Linked DNA regions of Gossypium hirsutum: region 2 is linked to region 1. The links are chromatin contacts, called in public Hi-C maps. All regions are on one chromosome and are shown on one strand. Each heading gives the region's core, a stretch centred on a gene start, on an enhancer-like site or on the middle of the called end of the contact. The rest is flanking DNA. Distances are from core to core; before and after follow the strand shown. Region 1 holds the start of LOC107930847 (trihelix transcription factor ASIL1). Region 2 holds the start of LOC107940156 (probable RNA-dependent RNA polymerase 5).

Region 1 (4,058 bases), core at 792-3,291:
TTTTATTATCTTAAAAATTATAATTTAATTTCGGCTCTTAAATAAAATTTCTGACTTGATCCCTGCTGATACATCATACAAGCAAACAAAATAGTAAAAATAATATTTTTGGAAGAAGCCTAACTCATTTAAAAGGAATGTCTAATATTGATATTGCATTTTTAATTTGTATATTGTTTTTTTTAAATTACTACCTAATTTTTTTTATTGAAAGTGGTATCTAAACTATTATTTCATTTATTTAAGACCAAAACGTCAACTTTTTTTTAAAAAAAAATCTCGACATGCCTTCTAAACTTAAAAACAATTATTTTTTCTATTTCATTTTCTATTTCTTTATATACCTTTTTTATTATTATTTCTATTTGCATTTCTTTCCTCTCCTCTCTTTTTTCTCCTCCTTTCTTTCTTCTTTTGCCATAAACAATCCAAACATGTTGTGTCTTGATTATTATAAATTAATGGGAAAATACATTCTGCAGAGGATGCATGCTAGATGTTGTCTTTTCATTTTCTTTCCCCGTCCACTCAGGAATGAATTTTTGAAATAATTCCTTCAAATAGTAGGATGTTGCTTGACTGTCTAGGTTGTTTATGAGATAAGGGGAAAGAAAGGAGATAGAAAAAAGAGAGAAGAGAGACTAAAGAGAATAAGAAAAAAAAAAAAGAAAGGCAATTTAAAAGTAAAAATAAAAAATAAAAATTAGAGAGTTAACATTTTGGGCTAATTTTTTTTTTAACTAAGATAACATTTTTAGCTAAAAAGTAGATTTTAACATTTTTAGCTAAAAAGTAGATTTAGGATTGGGCAGAGAGCTATATGATAAGGTTGCCTAAGAGAAGAATGTGGAACTGGAGCTAAGGGAGGATGCGAGTTGCTTGCCCTTTTCCTCAGGCCGGCAGTCATATACATTGCCTTGAAACGTCACATGTCAAGCTATTATTGGTGAGTCAAAGGCAAGTTGCCAAGTGGTCTAGAGTTATAAGCCTAGGCAGAGTGGCACTATAATGTGCTCTGGGCTACCTTAGATGGGACGTGATAATTACAGTCTATTGGCAGTTAATGAGTGAGCCCTTATGTTAGAGTCGAGGGTTTTTGCAAGGGGTTCCATTTGAGGGGTTTACATGTACTACTTGTGGAGTAGATGGTTCAAGTCATCCTATTAAGGTATAACAATCACTCCCTAGCTAAGGTGGAGGTTATGCAGTGACTTGCCTTAAGGCATTCTTCTTTTCTTTTTTTAAGGAAATTTTTTGAAGGATAAGTGGGTTGAGCTTTGAAGACTTCATCAAAATGTTAGGAGAATACTTCTGTAGAGGGTTAAGACATGCTTATATTAAGGCATGTGCTTTTGGGGTAGTAAGGGTTTAGTATCACCGCGGGGGGTGGTTAAAGTTGAAAGGGTGGGTTTTGTGCGTGAAAAGTATGTATGATTGTTATTTTCCAAACATTGCACGACATTATCACGGACAGTTATGACTAAGCATTACAACTCACTATTTGGAATTTGCGCACATAATTACCTTTTGTTTGAGTTTGAAAAACGCCATGTATCACACTATCATTTGTGGATAAGAGGCGTGTTTTGTGGCTTTCTGTTTGGAGACGCTCTCTTATCCAAGGAGTTTATATAACTTTGGGTTTGGTCGTTTTATTACTTTTCACCGTAGTTCAAGAATTTACAAGAAAATTTTTCTACACTAACAGCGTCAATTGTTGATAAAACGATGTAGTAAAGGGTAGAGATGGATGGTCACCTTGTTTAGGTCAATATAGATAGTTGTTTAATAATATTGTGTGAGAAAAAAAGATGGAACCAGAGCTAAGGTAGGAGAAGGTAGTATGCAATTTGCTTGCCTCTCTCAACCGTGAGCAATATACTGCTCTTTATCTTGGGACACCACGTTAGAAGGATGGGCCGGTTAATGAATGGGCCCTACTATCAAAGCCCAGGGGTTTTTGTGAAGGGTTATTTTTAGGGGTTTGCATGTATTGCTTGTGTAACAATATTTAAGCAATTATCCGCAACAACTTCAGAAGGGATGCATATATTGATTTTCGATTATTCATTATCAAAATTTAATTTAGATATTAAAGTAGTAGTTTCTAGGCTTTAGCTCTTTGAACCCAAGTAAGGCCCAAAATCAAATAATTGAAATGCCCAAATTCGGGTTACTTTTAATTACCCTCAACCCTCATCCCCAAATCTCGAAAGCGTCCGAACCCTAGAATTTTCAATTGAGGGTTCGTTCTTCCCACGAAGCCTTAATCTTCTTTCTTTTCTGAACTCCAATTCTCAATTTCCCAAAACCCACAACTCTAAAAGAAGGAAACCCTAAAGAGGAAGATGGATGGTATTGAACCCTACTCTTTTAATCGCCATCCGCAATACCCTCGTTCAACCAGAACTCGCCATGTATACAGTTACGGACCAGACGAAGAGCTCGACGATGAAGAAGAAATGGAACTAGATAACGAAGATGTAGATGACGATAACGACGACGACCCAGATGTTTATTACCACCGCGTCAAAGAAAGCGAGCGTTTTGAAAGGTACCCAAAGCGTCAAAAGGTGAGAACATCAGTCCCTAGCTTCCAATATGCACCTGACCATAGAGATAGCTTAAAAAATGCCTATGATTGGACCCAACAGGAGATTTATGTTCTGTTAGAGGTTTGGGGGAATAGGTTTTTGCAATTAGGGAGGAGGAGTTTGAGAGGTGAAGATTGGGTTGATATAGCTGAGAAAGTTAGTGATGCTTTGAAAAGTGTGAAAAATGAAGCTCAGTGTAGGCGTATGATTGATGGGTTGAAGAGGAAGTTTAAGAAAGAGAAGTCGAAAGCTGAGAGAATGGGGTTGAATTCGAGTAAATGGGTGTTCTTTAGGAAAATGGAGATGTTAATGGGGTTGGGTTCTTCTTCATTTAGGCAACAAGAATCATGGTTGGCTTGTGGAGTTGATTCCGGGGAGTTTGTGTTTATGAATCCGCAAGTTTATTTGGATAGGTCTAATGGTTTCGATGAGATGAGGGATAGTCCCGCAGAGTCGGAGATAGATGATGATGATGATGGAGAAGAAGCCGATGGTGGGTCAATGAAAGTGGATGTGAACGATGAGCATTCGTTGAGGATGTTGGCTGAATCAGTGCAGAGGTTCAGTAAGATATACGAGAAGATTGAGAGTAGTAAAAGGGAGCATATGAAGGAGTTGGAGAAGATGAGGATGGATTTTCAGAAGGAGTTGGAAGTACAAAAGAAGCAGATTTTGGAGAAAGCACAAGCAGAGATTGCTAAAATGAAGGAAGAGGATGATGACGACGATGACGATGATGACGAGACTGATGATGATGATGATGGTGACGACAATGGCGATTCGACGGAAAATATCAGCGAATAGGTTTCTTGGTGTGTGCTTATTGTGTATCTTTGTTCCTATAGTTTGCCTTATCAAATTGCTTCCCGTTATTATAGACCATTTAATGTTGGATATCTTTCATTTGTTTCTCCTGTTTGTATTTGTTAATTGTTGCTTTATCTTGATTCTCGATATCATAGTGCTTATTTTATTTGGCGACTCACCTATATAAGAAAGATTCATTGCCTATATATATATTAGCATATCTTAACTGAATTTCCTTTGTTTCATTAACAGTTGATATGTTTAGAGGATAAGTATGTTGCTAGTAGCTAGGAACTAATAGTGGGTTGAGTTTGGTCTTCGGTTCAACTTAAGCTGATCAGGCTGGCCTTCTCAGTGCCAGATGAGAACCTATAAAGGGCCTTGCATAAACGAGTAGATTTCTAAGCAATAGAAAGGATAGCCGTGTTTGGGCCCAATAATGACTTTCTTATTTGGTCAGTGTTGATAGAGGTAGCAATAGATCTTACGGAGTATAAGGTCTTGATTAGGTTTCTAGATAGTAAAATCGTGTTGCAATCGAAGCAAATATGAGGTATAGCTTAAATTAATGGTTCTAGAGATTTAATATGTCTCACCTTGAAATCCTTGTCTTCCGTTCTCCCATTTGTATGAAATGGACCGGTATTTCTTAGCAAT
Region 2 (4,058 bases), core at 978-3,477, 180 kb before region 1:
AACTTTTTTGAACCCTACATAACCACTGTCAAGTGGACTTTTACCTTCTGTTTCAAACTTAACAGAAAGAACGTTATCATCTCCTAAAACCCTTTGCAAATGCCTTCTAGTCCTTTCAAAATAAGGGCCCTGATAAACCACATGAAAATAATAACACATTCAATACAATAAGGAGATGTTAAATTACAATAAATTTGGGGGGAAAAGGGTGGCCAAGGAAAATTAATGCAGAAATAATAATTATTAAGCAAAGCACATTTAATACTCTGTGAATCCATCTACCCCATAAAAAGACGGATCAGGGGACTTAAGTCCCTTTGATAGAAACAACCACAACCATTTTATGAGATCAATTGCAGCCAGAAGCCCAGAACTACAAATCATGACCCAAATCCAGTAAGGCAAGCAACAAACAAATACACACTTGCAGTAGATGTTTGGGGTATGCTAGTTCCAACGTCATGATAATTCCATATCACCACTTATTACCATAAAAGCTTTACAAAATCGTATTTTGATCTGTACCACCATACATGCCTACCATATGAAATAGAATAAGTTTTCGTAAGCATGAGATAAAAAGGTAAATCTCATTAAACTGCCTTCAGCTACCTCATAAAACTGTCCATATCCAATACATGTTTCTATAAGTGTCTATAAACTTAACCCAATCCTTTTGTCCTATGAATGTAAGTTAACATATATACATGCCAAAAACAAAGAATCAAGACAATGCAAAAGCCTAGAAACTGAAACTTCCAATTTACCTTGAACCTATATGTCCCGTTTTCTTGCACATGACAATGATACTCAGTCGTTTTTCCTTCCCACTCAAGCAGCTGCAAGACAAAGGTATGCAACGGTAAGTGAGAAAAGCAAAAAAAGAGAGAAAAAAAAAAAACAATTTCACAAGGCATCAAAAGCAGGGAAGGTAATATGCCCACATGAAAAAGGGTCGAATACAAGTTAGAATTTTCGGAAACATCTATGTTCATTCCCTTCATAATTAGCACGCCATGTAATTCAAAATATGGCTAGAATCAAACACAGCTAACACCGTTATGTTTACCTTAACACGGTCAGCTCGAGCATAACGTTGACCCAGGGAATCCCAGATCTCTTTTTCAAACTCATCCATCCCCAAATTCTTTAAACTTTGAATGTGATCAGCAGTGATTACTTCTTCCAACTTATTCCTATGGCAAAATATATATGGAAAAGGGTCTTAAAAACACATTATTAAAAGCAGTGAAAGATAGACATAGCCATAAATTGGAAACTTACTGTCCAATGTAACTTAAAATAAGAAAAGCTTTACGAAATTCAAGCTCCCCTAAAGCTACCAACTGTGGACACACTTCTTCTCTACCAACATTTGTTAAAGAAGTCAGAATAGGAGTAGCTACCGACTGTGGACCAAACCCTTCTTCTCTATTAGCATTTACTGAAGAACTCTGAATAGGAGTAACTGAAGCTGAAGTAACATTAACATTATTTCACCCTTTTAAAACCAATAAACACAAAACGTCAAAAACAACTACCAAAATGAAAACAAACCCATGGTTTCAAAGAAGTGTAAAACCTTGAGAGTTCATCATAAGCCGGCAAGTTTTGGAGGGAGAAGAAAAGGGGCTACTATTTAGTTGAGCAGAATTGGATCGTTTTTGTGGAGAGCCATTGCCGTTTGATTCGTTTCTTATCATATACATCACGAATCGATCAAACGTAGTACGAATCTCCGTCCGTTGGATTTTCTCTAGAATCCTTAGGGATGCTTCTTCACCTACCTCAGCCAATGCCTGCCTCGTTGAGTAACCAAGTCGTGGCTGTTGCTGCTCGTTGCAAATTCTGGATATCAATGCTTCAACCGCTTGAGGTAATAAAACAACGTCTTCATGGGAATTGTTAGCCATTGTTAAACTAGAGTAAACATTTGATGAAATGCAGCAACGAAAAAAAATATTCAGTGGGGGGCTTTTAACAGGTCGTATCGCTTCAAAATTTTCAAACTTTAGAATTGGGTTCTCAATTTTCTTCAACAAAAACATTTGATATTTATTGTCAAATCAAATGTACGTGAAATGTGAAAAGAACCAAAAGAGTAAAATTTCATAAAGATGAATGGTACAATAATCACACCGTGTAATAGTACTACTTTGATGAAATGGCCAATGAGCAGAAAAAGCTTCACTATTATAAAGAAAATTAAAAAGAAAGAAGAAAAGGTAAAGATTCCAATTTTAATGAATAGTAGAGTTAAAAAAGATTCAAAAGGCCTTCGTTTGGGCTGTTTTGTCCGTGAGCCGGTCGGCCAAGTAAAATAAATTAAGTCTGCATTTTAAGGGTTAGTTTAGTAATACTTTTAAAAAGTGTATTTTAGAAATGCTTTTGAAAATTTTGATTTAAAATTTAATTATTTAGCATTGCTGTTAAAAAGTACTTTTGACAAATAAAATGTCTATTTTAAACATGTTATTATCAAGTAATAAATACACATTTAAATAATACTTAAATTAGTTAATATTATTATATTTTAGTAAGAATATAAAAAATTATCATAACTTCTTGTTAATATTTTAATATATAAAATATAAATTTAAAATATTTTTAAGCAATAAATATTAATTATTTATAAAATTTAATTAGAATATATAAACTATATTTTAAATATTTAAATATAATTATTAAATATTTTTAATTAGTATTTTAAAAAATATTTTTTATTTTTAATTAGTGATTTTAATATATTTGTAATTAAGTACCAAAAAAAAGGGGAAAGTACTATGTTATTGGAGGGGTAAAAAAGTAATTAAGCACTGAAAGTGCTTTTGGAAGAGGAAAAGCTAAAAATTTTAGCTTCTCCTCCTCAGGAGTGCTTTTCAAAAGCACTTCTAAAAAGTTAAAAATTTCAGCCAAAAGCAGCTTGATCTGCACAGCTTTTTTTCCAGAAGTGCTTTTCAAGCCAAAAGTGCTTTTGAAAAGTAATGCAGAACTGGCCCTAAGTCTGATTTGAGGTTAAAATTTTGTTTTTAATTAAATTTGATTAGAATATATTTATTAAAATTCAAGTTCAGATAATCTGGATTGTATTTAAAGTTTTTATATATTATTTTTTTATATAAAAATAATTTTTAAAAATATAATAGGTCAAATATATTAAAATTTAATATAATTAAATAACACTAAAATAAATACAATTTAGCAAGTAAATATTTCTACAATAATAATAAATTTAATAATAAAATAAAAATTATAAATATCTAAAAAATAACAATAAAATAGTAACAATATAATGACGAAATGATAGCAAAACAATGAAAAAAATAGTAACAAAATAGCAACATCTTTTTTTTTCAAATTCAGGCCAAATTGGGTCTAGCTCGGGTAAAAAAAGCTTACCCGAGTTTCAACCCGTTTAGAAAATAAATCTTATTTTTTTTGTCCAAACTTATTTTTCGATCATATATTTTTATCCAAAATTTTCAACAATCTATTAAATCGATTTTCGGTTTTAGAATAATACCATGTCGAATATTTTTTTTATCTAAAAGTTTGAATTTGTTTATTATTTGTAAATTATCTAAATATTTTCAACTTTTTCCAATCATTTTTTGGATGTTGAAATACGTAAAAACAATTTGAATTTAAATATGCTGAAATTCTTTTATATATAATTAAAATTGTAAGCATTTTTTAATTAGTGGAGTATAAATTTAAATTGATGAAAATTTATGTATGAAATTCCAGATTGAATTATAATTTTGAAATTTATTCATTTAAATTAAGAATAAATTATTAGAATACTTGTTTAAATGTGAAGAAAAAGGGGTGGACTGGGGGACGTGCATGGAAATTAAAGGACACGGATATGGGCAGCCACAGTATTCAAAGGACAGGCTAAAGCCCTTAAGCCCATTTATAAAAGTTCTTTACTGTTCTTTGCCTTTTAGGCTTGTGATGCAAACATCCTTTATTTGGGTTTTTACCTCAAACAATACCCAACCCATATTGAATATTTGGAAGAATCCGAATTTTTTTTGTATTATGCATGTCCGTTA

The links. Hi-C and Micro-C count contacts between places; a contact is called where the count stands out from the background.
Region 2: a Hi-C map of leaf shows a contact between it and region 1, with 2.0 times the contacts expected there. The contact joins the promoter of LOC107940156 here to the promoter of LOC107930847 in region 1. A contact is called at or near these places in 2 of 34 Hi-C or Micro-C datasets (both in leaf).

The regions. Positions count from the first base shown.
Region 1 is chrA07:825,226-829,283 of Gossypium_hirsutum_v2.1, reverse strand. LOC107930847 (trihelix transcription factor ASIL1) reads left to right here and starts at 2,041. Exons shown (of 2, transcript XM_016862591.2): 1 at 2,041-3,406. The coding sequence starts at 2,349. The coding sequence ends at 3,398.
Region 2 is chrA07:1,007,530-1,011,587 of Gossypium_hirsutum_v2.1, reverse strand. It overlaps LOC107940156 (probable RNA-dependent RNA polymerase 5), which reads right to left and starts at 2,227. Exons shown (of 19, transcript XM_016873587.2): 1 at 1,583-2,227; 2 at 1,285-1,474; 3 at 1,070-1,196; 4 at 768-839; 5 at 1-129. The coding sequence starts at 2,048.